Linked DNA regions of Mus musculus: region 2 is linked to region 1. A link is a contact called in public promoter capture Hi-C data. All regions are on one chromosome and are shown on one strand. Each heading gives the region's core, a stretch centred on a gene start, on an enhancer-like site or on the middle of the called end of the contact. The rest is flanking DNA. Distances are from core to core; before and after follow the strand shown.

What was found. Promoter capture Hi-C pulls out the DNA fragments that hold promoters and counts their contacts.
Region 2: a promoter capture Hi-C map of liver shows a contact between it and region 1, with 4 times the contacts expected there. The contact joins two enhancer-like sites. A contact is called at or near these places in 13 of 39 promoter capture datasets (the 3T3-L1 cell line, 3T3-L1-derived adipocytes, the C10 cell line and 7 more) and 2 of 9 other capture datasets (adipose tissue and macrophages).

The regions. Positions count from the first base shown.
Region 1 is chr2:60,707,250-60,714,015 of GRCm38.p6, forward strand. The region is part of intron 2 of Gm33436 (a long non-coding RNA gene); the gene reads left to right. It also overlaps a transcript of Itgb6 not described here. Among named protein-coding and RNA genes, the nearest start is that of Gm33436, 18 kb to the left of the region's middle. Within about 2 kb of position 4,047, at least 36 of the 459 cell types and tissues checked have an H3K27ac peak or open chromatin away from gene starts, as enhancers often do.
Region 2 is chr2:61,564,594-61,571,269 of GRCm38.p6, forward strand. No RefSeq gene overlaps it. Among named protein-coding and RNA genes, the nearest start is that of Tank, 25 kb to the right of the region's middle. Within about 2 kb of position 4,763, at least 5 of the 459 cell types and tissues checked have an H3K27ac peak or open chromatin away from gene starts, as enhancers often do.

The DNA of each region.
Region 1 (6,766 bases), core at 2,797-5,296:
CAATTATATAAATTATATAATATTTTTATGAGTGATGAAGATGTACAAGAATGTTTGTGAAATACATAAGCTGAGAAATGATCTGCTGAAGGCATCATGGTGCACACACATAGAGCTGAGATAATACCCAACGGCATATAGCCACCATGGAAGTATAGTCACGTGTGTGTGTGTGTGTGTGTGTGTGTGTGTGTGTGTGTGTGTGTGTATGCTCTTTACACACTGGCCATTGCCCCAAATCCCACTCCACTTTCTATTCCTTATCAATCCCACTTTCTTAGTTAAGGTTTTACTGCTGTGAACAGACACCATGACCAAAGCTACTCTTATAAGGACAACATTTAATTGGGGCTGGCTTACAGGTTCAGAGGTTCAGTCTGTTATCATCAAGGTGGGAGCAGGCAGCATCTAGGCAGGCATGGTGCAGGAGCTGAGAGTTCTACATCTTCATCTGAAGGCTGCTAGTGAAAGACTTACTTCCAGGCTGCTAGGTTGAGGGAGGGTCTTAAGTGCACACCCACGGTGACACATGTTCTCCAACAAGGCTACACCTCCTAATAGTGCCACTCTCTGGGCCAAGCATATTCAAACCACCATATACACTATAGGCAGAGCAGGAGTCCACTAAATTCCCACAGCTACTAAGTGGCAAGTAAGGTCTTCACAGCCACAGATCTTTCCTTCTCAAGCTGCCTCCTGTAACCCTACTGTGATGGTGCAGGACACATGGACCCTTGTAATCACCGGCTGTTGCACAGTGCAGCAAGCTCTTTTCATACACCATCTCACTTAAAGTCCTCAGTCACCTTATGGAGCAAGTGTTGTAGTTGACATCTCAAATCTCCTTGATAGTCAGTAGTCTGTATCTACATTCTCTTTCCATTCCTGATAGCAATAAAACATTGTCGTAGGGCCCATCAGCACTCCTGGATACCTATTAAGACTTCCATATGACTAGTCCTTTGCCAGGATTCCTTTAAGAAGGAAGGATTGTGGGGAAAGACTTTTACTTAACAGCTCATCAGCACAGGATCAGTTTCAGTGTTTGGAGAGGGAAGGCATTATTCACCAGGGTGCATCAACATCAAGGTAGGTTTTATTTCCTCTTATTAACAAATGTGTGAGGACAGTACTAAAAGACTGAAGGGGTCTGTAATTTAGTACAAGTGAGATTCTTGAGCATGTGGAAGGAAAGCCTGTAACGGGGGTCATATGCTGAGAAAGGAACACTCCAAACAGAGCTGAATCTTTCTCGAAGTTGTGTAGACACTATCCCTCCCATACAAGTGAGTATTGCAATAGGAGACAGGATGGTGACCAAAGGAGTGTCTGCCATTTTCCTGTATTCTCAGAAGGATGAAGGTAGCTGCATCCAGGCTGACCAAGTCCGGGCTTAGAGGAGGTTTCTGTGGCTTGGATGTGGTATTTCTTTACAGGATCACGTGCCAGAACCTTGACTCCCCCAATTGTAAAGGTACTGAAAGATGAGAAATGCTTTAAGACACGGGGTCACAATCTGTTGGTGTCAGGAGCCTTTTGTTATTTCTCTGAAGCAGAGAAAAAAAGAGCAAGAAAAGGTCTGCCTGCCAGGCAGGGTCAAGGAAGGTCAGGGCCTGTTGGCAGATATCCTGACCTGCCAAGGCATGGAATGATAAGAGGAGGTGGACCTGAGGCCCAAGGTAAGGGGCCGAAGATTCTTAGTGGAAGGAACAGGGAGGTTTGGGGGATGGGAACAATGTCTTTTGTACATTTTAGCAAAATTGTTTCTATTAGCTTGTGGCTTTGCTTCCCAGAGTACTGAAGGCTATGAGAAATAGACTTGCTGCTGGTGTGGTAATGACCTACATCCCTCCCATAGCTGTCTCTTGCATCTTCTTTCTATCTTCCCTATAATCAGCCTGGCTCCTCGCTCAGAGGACTGTTCCACTTTGTACTGGCTAAGCCAGTACAGCTGGTTGCAACTGCTTTTAGAGGTTGACTAACATTTTTTGCAGGGGTCACATATCAGATATTCTGCATAGCAGATATTTACGTTACGATTCCTAACAGTAGCAAAATTATAGTTATGACATAGCAATGAAAATAATTTTGTGATTGGTGGTCATCCCAATATGAGGAACCGTATTAAAGAGTCACAGCATTAGGTGGGGCCAGGGGGACTATGATGTCATGGGACCTCATTTTGGGAAGGATTTATACTCTTTCCCGTAAGAGCCGACTAGTTCTCTAACAGGATTGGTCACCACAAGCGCAGCTGTTACCAAGGGATCCTGGTCCCCCTTCAGTCTTTCCCACCTCATGACTTCTCTTCTGCTGGCTTCGTCAGCATAAACTGAGTTGGGTGATGCTATCTACCAAGTTTTGAGGTCACCTAAGGTTCTTGCCTGAGCTAGGACTCTCAGCCTTCAAAGCTGTAAGCCACCACCACCACTTTTATTTTATAAAGCACTGGTCTCAGTTTGAGCAGTGTGAGAAGCTGAAGTGTGAAGTAGCTGGACCCCCTCGTTGTCTGTGTCTTTAGTACGAAGGCTGCTAAATGATGGTGGCATCCATGGCTAGGACATCGCCAGAGCACTTGTGGGTGGCAGAGCCCTCCCAGGTGTCTACATCACTCAGATGACAGAGAACCCCTCAAGGGGAAACAAACAGGGTCGCTTGGCTTGCCCTTCATCATGCTGAGCATCAGTACTGGCTCATGGACTCTCCCTCAAAAGTGGGTAGATAATTTTCAGCAGAGGAACCAACTGTTAATTCATGGGCAAATATCTGAATTGTGAAAACAGGGGAAACTTGCAAGACCTGGAAAACGATGTCAGCAGATGTTTAGCACGGATGTATGTGTCTGCCATCTCATGATTCCTGAGGGGCTTTGGGGTGGGAGCAGTGGGTACTGAGTCTCCTTTGGGAAACACATGGACCCAAAGTAAGGCTCAGTCCCCAGTGTAAGTTTGGAGGCACCTGGAAAGGACAAGGAGAAGCCAGGCCACGGAGCCCGCAGAGCCGGTCTGACCTGCAGTTCTCCTATTTCTGCCATGGCCTCTATTAGCCTTGGATTTTCACACTGCCCAGTTCATATATAAATAATAATTCAAAATATTTTTAAAGATCAACTGAAATGCTCACATAGACTGTAGGCTGTGGTGTGCTATAAAATATGAACTGCAGTTTATGAGATGGCTTTTATCTGAGTCAGGTCACCTGGGTTAGGCCCAGGACTCCAGGCGAACCACCTGTTGTTCCCCATCACCTCTCCAGATGTCAGCTGCAACAGCTGCACCCCTTATGTTCTTGTTGGTATCGGCTGTAACAGCTGCACCTCTTATGTTCGTTCATGTTGGTGTCGGCTGTAATGGCTGCACCTCCTATATTTGTGTTGGTGCCCTAGAAACAGCAGAAGCTGCAGAGTGGAAAAGTCATAGCTCTTAAGGATCTTAAGTAGTTTATAATCTTCCAAAGAGCAGCACACTTGTAGACAGACATTATACCTGAATTACAGGTCAGCTCAAACTGGGCAAGGGGGAGATGAAGAGGAAGTGGGTATAGGAGAAAGGGAGGCTGTGGAGGGATTCTAGCAGTCTGGTCAGAGCTCTCTCTCATGTGGTCCTGTAGTGGGCCAGTGGGTGGGAGGGAGTCCCTGAGAGATTGGAGAAAGGATGCTCCTGTGGAGGGCATTATTTGGTGGCAGGCTGTGGAAGTTCTCAGACAAGAGCTGCTTTGAAATCATGGAAACTGCAGGGTTGCCGTGCTGGGGCTTCTGAGTGGAAATTGAAATGGTTCTAGGACTATCAAGAATGGTCTTACAAAACTCTAGGAGGTGATCTGTAAATCATACTCCTTATAGGTTTGCATCATATTTATTAAGGCTGTCTTAGAGCAACTGAAAACTGAGTCTCCAGGAAGAAACTGACTCTTCTTTTCCATTCACCCAGGGTGTGTTCTATGGATTCAGTCCCTTTTGCCTGAACTCTGGCAGCACACACAGGTCTTGGTGATTAAGCAGAGCTCTTTCTTCTCTTTGTGGCACTACCCACCCATCTCAGAGGAAGAGGAAAGGACTGGTCATGTTCTTTCTCAGAAAGGAGTCCTGGTGACAGCTGGTCTCAGCCCGGTGGAGCCTGTCCGAACTCGCTTCCGGGAGAGGCTAACAAACCCTTCCCTTCCCTTAAGCCCTTCCAATAGCCTTGTTTCTTTGCTGCTTTCTTTGTGTTTCTTTTTAAAAGAACAAGATAACATAGCTTAAAAACCTATTTTTGAAAGGTGGCAAGACTCTCTGCAAAGAGAGTCCCCTTATTAGGCACCCTGCCTATGCTAAGTGTTTGTGTTCAGCAAGGAACCCAAACCAGGCCTTTCCTGAAGCTTCCAGGCTGAAGGGAAACCCCACGCCTTCAGGAAAGGAAGTGAGGTCATGTTGAAGAGATGTTCTCACACCAGAAAGGGGAATTCTGAAGAAAGTCACCTGCAGATAAGGTGGATAAGACAGCTTTTTCCTCTCAAGGGTGTGTTTCTCCTGGTACTCTGGTCTTGCTTCCTCATCGTTCAGCATCACAGAGCCTTCGTACTCAGGACACCTGGCTCTTCTGTTGCCCTGCCTTAAGGCACTGCCTGAGACCAGGGACTGCCTGTTCAGTCATTACACCTAGCACTTAGCACACCGCCCTGCACATAGATCAGGGGATGAGTGACTTGCAGGGTTTATCCACACATAGCAGGGCTCTCTTACAGATAATGGGTGAATTTAGATACACAAGACACACAGAGGCCTGTGGGGTAGTGGTGGTGGTTGTTTTGTTGTTGTTTGTCCGGTGTTTTGGGTTTGTTTGTTTTGTTTTGTTTTAAAGTATTGGCTCATCCAATTCTTGAGGCTGGCCAATCCAAACTCCTTAGGGGCCTAGAAAGCTTGGAATACCAGGGCTAGTGCTATGGATTTGAGTCTGGATTTCTTTTTTTGCTTTAAAGGCCTGAGCTGATTGAAGGAATGTGAGCCAGCCAGGCTATCAAGAGCAATCTTTAAAACTAGCTGATAGCAGATGTCAGTAACAGCTACACAGTACCTCTCAGGAATATCTGGATCAGGGTTTAAAGAAATAACTGGGTGTTCTGGCCCAGCCGAGTGAACACATTAAGCTAAGAATCATGCCCTGTGTCACAAAAAACACTACCAACAAACAGCCCAGTCCTGAGCAGATACCACACCAAAGTGCTAAGGAACAGAATAACAGGGCTCACACCATGCCACTTCCAGCATCCTGCGGGCCATCAGAACACCACCAGCACCTTCCTCCACCTCTCTCAACACCCACCCCTCACACACAGAGACTTCTCTAATCGGAGAAACAGTCCAGTAGACAGAGCATGTTACAAACTTCTATTTTGGATGAGATGAGTAACTTAAGAACACATCTGAGGTCGGCCAGGTTAACCTTCAACCTTAGTTGCCTGCAGAAAGAGTTTAAAATACTTTCAATAACTGGGCTGTGAAATGACCCAAGTGTCTTTTTGACTACATATGTCAAAACACCCCAGGCAATTTGGGTCGTTGGGGAAAACCGTGCAAGACAGCTACTCGCCTCATTGTCAGAGGGTTCCAAATGCCAATCAAATACCCTGGTCAGTCTAGATCTAGCTTTGAGGTCCTTTGGATAAATTCCTCCAAGAAACTGATGGAGAAGACAGATAAGTGTTTTGGCTCTGGGTTGTCTGCTGCCTTGGTGGTGATAAATATGCTCCGGCTGGGCTTGGGCTGAGTTAGGCGCAGTCTATTTCTAGAGTGGTAACATTGTATCCTGGTTGTTTCCCCAGCAGGTGCACGTGGACAGAAAGCATCTGTTCCCTTGAACAGCACTGGTGGCTTTTCTGAGGTTACTGTCCTTCCGTGCTCTTCCCAACATTATGTGTGCTCTAATAAAAGACTGGCCTCCTGGCCACAGTGCTCACCCAACAGTCGTATTACTGCATTTGTACACCTCTTGTTCTCTAGTTCAAATCATACAGGCAGATGCCAGTGTCCCTGCATTTCTACACCACATGGTCAGAGCCATAAACAAGACTCCAAAGCTGGGCCTGGAGTCTGATGCTGCATCTGCTGCTGGGTTTGGGGACCCAGAGAAGCTGAGGAGGGCTAACAGAAAAGCAGTGTGGCTGTGTGTCTGCCCTGTCTGTCAGTGTCTGAGTAGTGGGAAAACTGCTTCAAACCTGTCTAGAAAGACACCCCTGTATTTCAGGAGGCTGGGATCCAAAGGCTCACAGAAAAAAAAAATACTATTTGTACCTTACCTGCTTCCACATTGCTTCCTGTTGATGTTGTGGGCATTTATTACCTTGCAACTGAAAAGGACCCTAGCTTTTAGTATCAATATATCACTGTGAATTTAAGTTATAAACTAGAAACACAATGTATTTATTATCAGTGTTACACTGCAAGAGAACTCACTGGCCCTAACATGGGAGTATCTCTTGACCCACTACACATACTCTTTAAGAGAGTAGGTGACTCAGAGCTTTCAACTATTGTGGTAGCTAGTGTTTGAAAGATCTACCTGTGGGGGGGGGGCACCCCCCCCCCCCCCAGAGCACTATTAACCTCTTGATAACTCTGTGTTAGAAAATCTAGCATATGACCACACTTCTGCCCGATTGGGGCTGGGGTGGGTGTTAGATGGTAGTGGCCATCTGAGTGTACAGTTGCCAACGAGATGATGTAGCCAGGGGCTGACACAGTACTTAATTACCATGGGGGAGCTGCAGCTGGCTGGAGCAGCCGTGAGTT
Region 2 (6,676 bases), core at 3,513-6,012, 860 kb after region 1:
AATTCATAAAGCAAGTTCCATGTGGGTCTGTGAGGGTGTTTCCAGAGATGATTGGCATGTGGGTCAGGAAAGTGAGGGTAACATCTTTCAATAGGTTGGGGAAGGGGCTCTAGAAAAGTGGGAGGCTTCTGCACAACTATTTCTACCCAACTCTCACTGAATAGGTGATGGTTTTGGCTACTGCCTCCACAGGTTATTAAGCCTCTGAATGGTAGCTCCCTCTAGCTCTGTATCATTTGGTCCTTCTCATTCCGCGATTGCCAGCTTCCAGGACTGAGCAGCTAACGGTTGCTTCAGTTTTCAGGCCTACAACCATCAACTGTTCAGCCTTTGTTCACTATCTTGGTTACTTTTCTATTGTTGTGAAAGAACACCAAGGCCAAAGCAACCTATAAAAGAATGCATTTGGTTTGGCTTACAGTTTAAGGGTTAGAGTCCATGACACCAGAGAGAGGAGTAACCTGAGAGCTCACATCTTGATCCACAACCACTGGGAAATTGCACAAGTTTTTTGAAACCTCAAAGTTCACAGTCCTAGACACCTCCAACAAGGCCACACTCCTAACCCTTCCCAAAGAGTTCTACCAATTGAGGATCAAATCTTCAAACTTATGAGATCTTTGGGGCCAGCCTCATCTAAACCATGAAAGTCATGTAAACCAATCTCATAAATCCCATTTTGTTTTTATTATTATTATTATTATTATTATTATTATTATTATTATTATAAACAAGTCCTATTGATACTGCTTGTCTTCAGCAGAGAGTAAACATCCTGCCTTGTTTTGTTTCGTTTTGTTTTTATTTTCCTAATCTTCAACAGAACTTACAATTTTATTCCACGCTTACAAACATGGACTTAAACAGGTTCAAATACCGTCTATCTCATTGACTTTGTTAGCTGTCTTCAGAATTGGACTAACCCGACCCTCTGCCTGAATTTCTAACACTGCCAGGCCAGAATCTGCAGCTAAGAGTTTTGCTGGGTATCTGGCAGCTGGGCCAGAAATTGGCTCCTCCAGCCACACAGGGAAAGACGCAGCATACTGAAAAATTAAGTACGCAGAGAGTACATAGAAAGAGAGTGGTGAGAGATGAGGGGAAACGGAGCAGGGGCCACTGCCATGATAGGAGGTACACATCTATCTAAAATGTGTTTTGTATGTAGCTCATTTGTTCATTTGTGGGTTTTTCATCTTGGTTTTGATCTGTGTGTGTGTTTTAAAACATTCATTTGTCCATTTTAAAATAATTGTTATCCATCTTCTTGTGTAGATGTATTCTTATGGAGATAAACAAGGAAGTTAGTAGTCCCATCTGCCTCTCTAAAGTGTATGTATATGAAGACCATAGACCCATGAGTCAGGGACTAGTTGCCTTCTGTTGTCAAATTGATTAGGTCTGGGATCAACTAAGAGATAAGCCTCTGGGAGAGTCTGTGGGGCTGTTTCCTGGGAGGCTTAAATGAGGCAGAAGTACTGTGTCCCAGAATGGACAGCACCTTCCTATGGCTACCCAAATACAAAAAGAACTAAGGGGAGTGGGGTGGGGTGGGAAGAGCTGTGTTCATCTGCCCACTTTCCTTCTTCCTGGTAAGTGTATCTGCCCCATTGCTGCTACTATGGTCATCCTTAGTCGATATTAGTAACTAGGTGCTTCAGTCTGCCAGGATGGACTGAAAACCAGCAGTTCTCCAAGGATCCTACAAGCCTTCAGCACCAAATTGAGATTCTTGAAGCACCCAGTCTTGTGGATGAGCAGGCTGTGAATTCTCCGCCTCTCCAGTGTGCAGACAGCCAGTGTGATGCAGATGGTCACTGTTCCCTAGGTCTCCCTTGTAAGACATATTCATTCCCATGGTTCCATTCCCCTAAAGAACATTCACTGCACACCTGACAACTAATTCACCTGCTATTTACTGTGGCCAAGTTCACTTGTCTCTGAGCCTGCCTTGTCGCCTGAAAAATATCAAATTTGCAAGATAATTAAGAAAATAAAATGAAAATAGCCTATCCCAGAAAAGGTACAGGATACAAGTTAGCTTCCTGCTCCGTCCTTTTACTGAAATTTGCAAACTAGGTGTTAAGGTAATAAAAAGAACCTCCATGTTTCCAAGATTAGCCTTTTCTGAAACTGCTCTACTTCAAGGCAATCTCATTAACACCCACTTCACCTTCACCCACACAGCCGTCAGCTCCAACAGCAGTTAATCACTAGCAGGAGGTCACAACGTACATCCAGGCCTCCTGAGCCTTACTCCCAATTTATAGTTTCTGGGCCTGTTTGCTACAGAAAATTTAAACACGATGACAACACAATATTTTATTTGTGGTCTAAAAATAGGTAGATTGAGTTTTGAATTTATGCTTCTCCCTTATCCTAATTTCCAGCATAAATAGATTATCTGTAAATACTCTAATATACATAAAATATTTCCAAATAAATATTTTGTGTAATTTTCATATTCATTTACACAGCATTTATTTGTGCTATAATACAGCAGCTTTTGTGGGATGTAAATGCTTTTTTTTTTTAGGACTTTTAAGGTTTTTTTATTTTGTTTTACTTATTGTTGTTGTGGTGGTGTGGGTAATGCTCATCATGCTAGAGAGAACGTGTACAGATCAGAGGACAACCCTGTGGAACTGGTTCTGCCACTTCACTGGATCACCTTTTAGGTCTTTCAAGACATAGAATGTCACAGAGTTTGCAATGTTGACTGCAAAAAAACAACCAACTGGGGGCAGTACTTTAAATACTGATACCCAGGGTGACATATCTATCTGGATCATGTGACAAAGCTAAACTGACCCCTCATGTCCAGGAAAAAAAAAAAAAAAAAAAGAAGAGAGAGAGAAGAGAAAGAGACCTTTCTTTCAATCATACAATAAAGGTCTTAACAAGCTCTTTTAGGACACGCCCACACTGGCACTGACCCAAGTACCTCCCACTGGCCACACCTCCCAGGATTTCCCCCATTTTCTATTTGCACCATCCTGGGAACAAAGCGTCTTTTTAATACCTGGGCTTTGGCAGGGTGGAGTGTGGTGGGGAGACTCAGTACACATCATTCAAGATCCAAGCAGAGACTGAAAATCAGTACCAATCTCAAGCATACTGTGAATGTCATCCCATTAGTTCTCTGGGCAGTAAGCAGCACGCCATCCCAGAAGTCCACCTCCATGTCTGTTTGCCCATTCCCTCTTCCTTCTGCTACCCCAGGGTCCGCATTCATAGGCTCTAGTACATCTAAGGGATGACAAGCTTCTTTCCCGTCAGCTGAAGAAATGTCTGACGCTGGACAAAAAACAAAACAGTAACAATAACAAAAAACTCACATTTTTTTTTCCAGACTTTCTGGAACGTAAACCTCTCATCTCTGTCAAGTTGCCACAGACAGTTTTATCCAACGCAGGCTGCATAGATGAGCAGCCAACACAGTGTGAGGACCAAGAGTAGAAACAAGAGCCTGAATCTCTGTCAGGATTTATTTCTGCCATCTTTTAAGAGTTAGTGCTGCTTCCACTGGGCAGAGCTGAGCAGGGCTCATAGGGCCCTCCAGAGACTGAATCATGGGCCCCCCTCTGAGTACACATTACAGTTGTGTTCTTGTGGGACTCCAACCGTTGGGGTTATTTCTGACTCTTTTGCTTGTGCTTGGAACTCTTCGCTGATACTGGGTTGCCTTGTCCAGCCTTGACGTGAGACTTGTACCTAGTCTTATTATATTTTGTTTTGTTTTGTTTTGTTTTTTTCGAGACAGGGTTTCTCTGTGTAGTCCTGGCTGTCCTGGAACTCACTCTGTAGACCAGGCTGGCCTCAAACTCAGAAATCTACCTGCCTCTGCCTCCCAAGTGCTGGGATTAAAGGTGTACGCCACCACGCCCGGCTTATTATAATTTGTTATGCCGTGTTAGTTGATATCCCTGGGAGGCCTGCTCTTTGTTTTTGAAGGGAAACAGATGGGGAATGGATCTGGGGGAGAGAAAGGAGATGGGGGGAGGGCGGGAGGGGGAGGCACTTAGTTGTTAAGACCATTTGGTGCTTTTCTGCAAGACTGGAGTTTGATTCCCAGCATCCATGTCAAGTTGATGGTTCACAATGCCTTTTCTGGACATGGCCATGCACACACATGCGCACGCGAATGCACAAACACACAAATAAATATAAAATCTAAACACAGAAGGAAATAACTTGATAGAGAAGGCAAAACTATGTTTTAACTATGGTTTAAAATCAGCATCAATGACTGTTTTTAAAAAGGCTTTTCAATTCAAAAACTTGACTTGCAGATTGGTGACTAGTAGGCTCGCTGTGACAACGGAGACAGAGTGCTTCCTGTTGAGTGGACACAGTGGAACAAAGCCCATGGGCAAGTAAAGGCAAGGCAGTAAGAACAGAATTCACACAAGGGAGAAGCAAGAATAGGGCCCAGACTGTCCACTCAGGCTTGAGAACAGACCACTGAATTCCACAGTAAAATAGAAATAGTTCGAGAACACGGGTTATTAAAGTGTGGGAAACCTGCCAAAATCAGCAACACGAGATCAGATTTAGGTCATTATAAAAATGATGATCACAAAAGACCAGACGCAGGGGTTTTTGAATTAAGCAAAACCCCTTGTGTTGGACTTTCACTGGAGAGGAACCATAGTGACTTTAAATATACCTTTTGTAGGTCTTCTCTGTCCACCTTAGCCTACAAAAGCATTTTCATTTCGCAGTTCCGTTTCCCAGCCTGTGGGAACCACCCTGAGAGAATTACAAAAGTCTCAGGGCCTACACACCAAACTGGTCCAACCACTTGGGCTGAAGTAACTCCTTAAGAAAACATGTCCGTGCACCAAACGATCTTCTTCCATTTGTATGCATGGCTAGATTATGAATAGATGACTGAAGCATAAAGCAATACTAGCAAGATTTTTCTTACATTACGATGAGAGGCAACCTATTTCAAATATCATATGATTTGGGGGAGTATCAGACTTTTGGAACTGTACCTGAAAAAAAAATTACAGTTAATGTTTGTTTCTCCAACTTTAACTAATATAGCTAATTCACCTAAATAAGTGCTGTTGTTGAATGCTGGCATACCAGGATAAAGAGAAAAACTCAAGGGTGCCAGATACACATGTACTGTCCTTTTGCTCAAAGACCATCCTCTGCTGTTTGCTTTTCAAAGGGCTTGGGGTGGGGCTGAAACATTGAAATGCTTCTCCTTTGCAGTATGGGCAGCTACAGAGGCATAGAAATGAAACACAGCTTTTCTTTCTTTCTTCTCTTTTCCATTTGCTTCCTTTTCCTATCTTGTGGCTGGTGCCTGGACATTTGCCCCAAGCTGTAGTGTCTATGTATGGGAGGCTTCTAGGGAAACTTCAATACTATACCTGCTGACTGCTTCCCAATGAACCCCACAGGTACCCCTAAAGTTGACTTACCTGGCTCAGTCCCTCTCCACTTGGGAAGCAATCACTGCTGACCCAACGACATGTAGACCATTTTTGGTATGAAGGACCAAGAGCACTTCCTGCAGGTCTCTCCCCTCATTTGTTCCTTATTTGGATGCTCTTTTAGAGACCTGGGGTATTCTCATAAATTATTTTTGCTAACTCTTAGTAGAATACCACATCGAATAATTTGCCATACTAAAATGTCCTTCTCAAATTACCATATGGTTTCTGTCTCCTAGTTGGACACTGACTAATGTCAAGGGATGAAGGAGACCTTTATGCTAGAAGAACAAACTTTTAAATGATTACCTAAACCCGTGTGTGTGCGTGTGTGTGTGTGTGTATACATATATATATGCATATATATAGATATATCAGACATAATTTGACTCTCTGCCAGTTATCTATTTGAAGAGACTTGACTATAATAAAGGAAACAAAAATGAGCTATAAAGTTTAGAAAGACCATCATATTAAATCTTCAACCCAAAGAAAAACAAAAGTCTGAAGCAAACTAAAGCTTCAAGTCTGAGAGCTTTAATCAGCTACAGGATGTCAGTATTATTGTACCCTAATATCTTCTGGAGCCATCATTTTGCTGACTGGGCAGCAAGGCTAAGGGATCTTCCTGTCTCCAAATGACAGCACCATCTTCCTTTAAATATTTACTATTTTTAGTAATACTATTACTATTTGTATGTGGAGTGTGTGGTGTGGTGTTGGGTGTGTGAGTGGGGGGGGGGGTTGTGTGTGTGTGTGTGTGTGTGTGTTCATGTGTATATGAGGTTCCTAGCGTCTTTAGATTACAGAGTCACAAATGGTCAAACACTTTGGAGCTCAGATCTTTAATGCCCTACAAATCTGTCAGTACCATCAGTCAGCTTGATATTGAGAAAATCAATTCATCTCTTCATGTTTGTTTCCTCTTTGAGGTAAATGAATACAGCCAGGTTCAGCCAGAGAAGTAGCATACCCCATACATAATTACTCTGTCCATTTAGCTCTACTTGAGTCTTTCCCCTGGTAACAGTAACTTGTGATTATCTCAGATCAGGTACCTTACTAAATACAATCAAATTTAAAAGAGACCTAACTGATAAATTAAAGTACCCTGAAGTCACTCTGCAAGCTTCAGCTAGTTAGTCCTCCCAGCAGCGTCAGGGCATCAAACTAAACCGTTTTCCATGGTCAGCTCTCACACTTGAGTCTGACTTGTTTTATTAAAG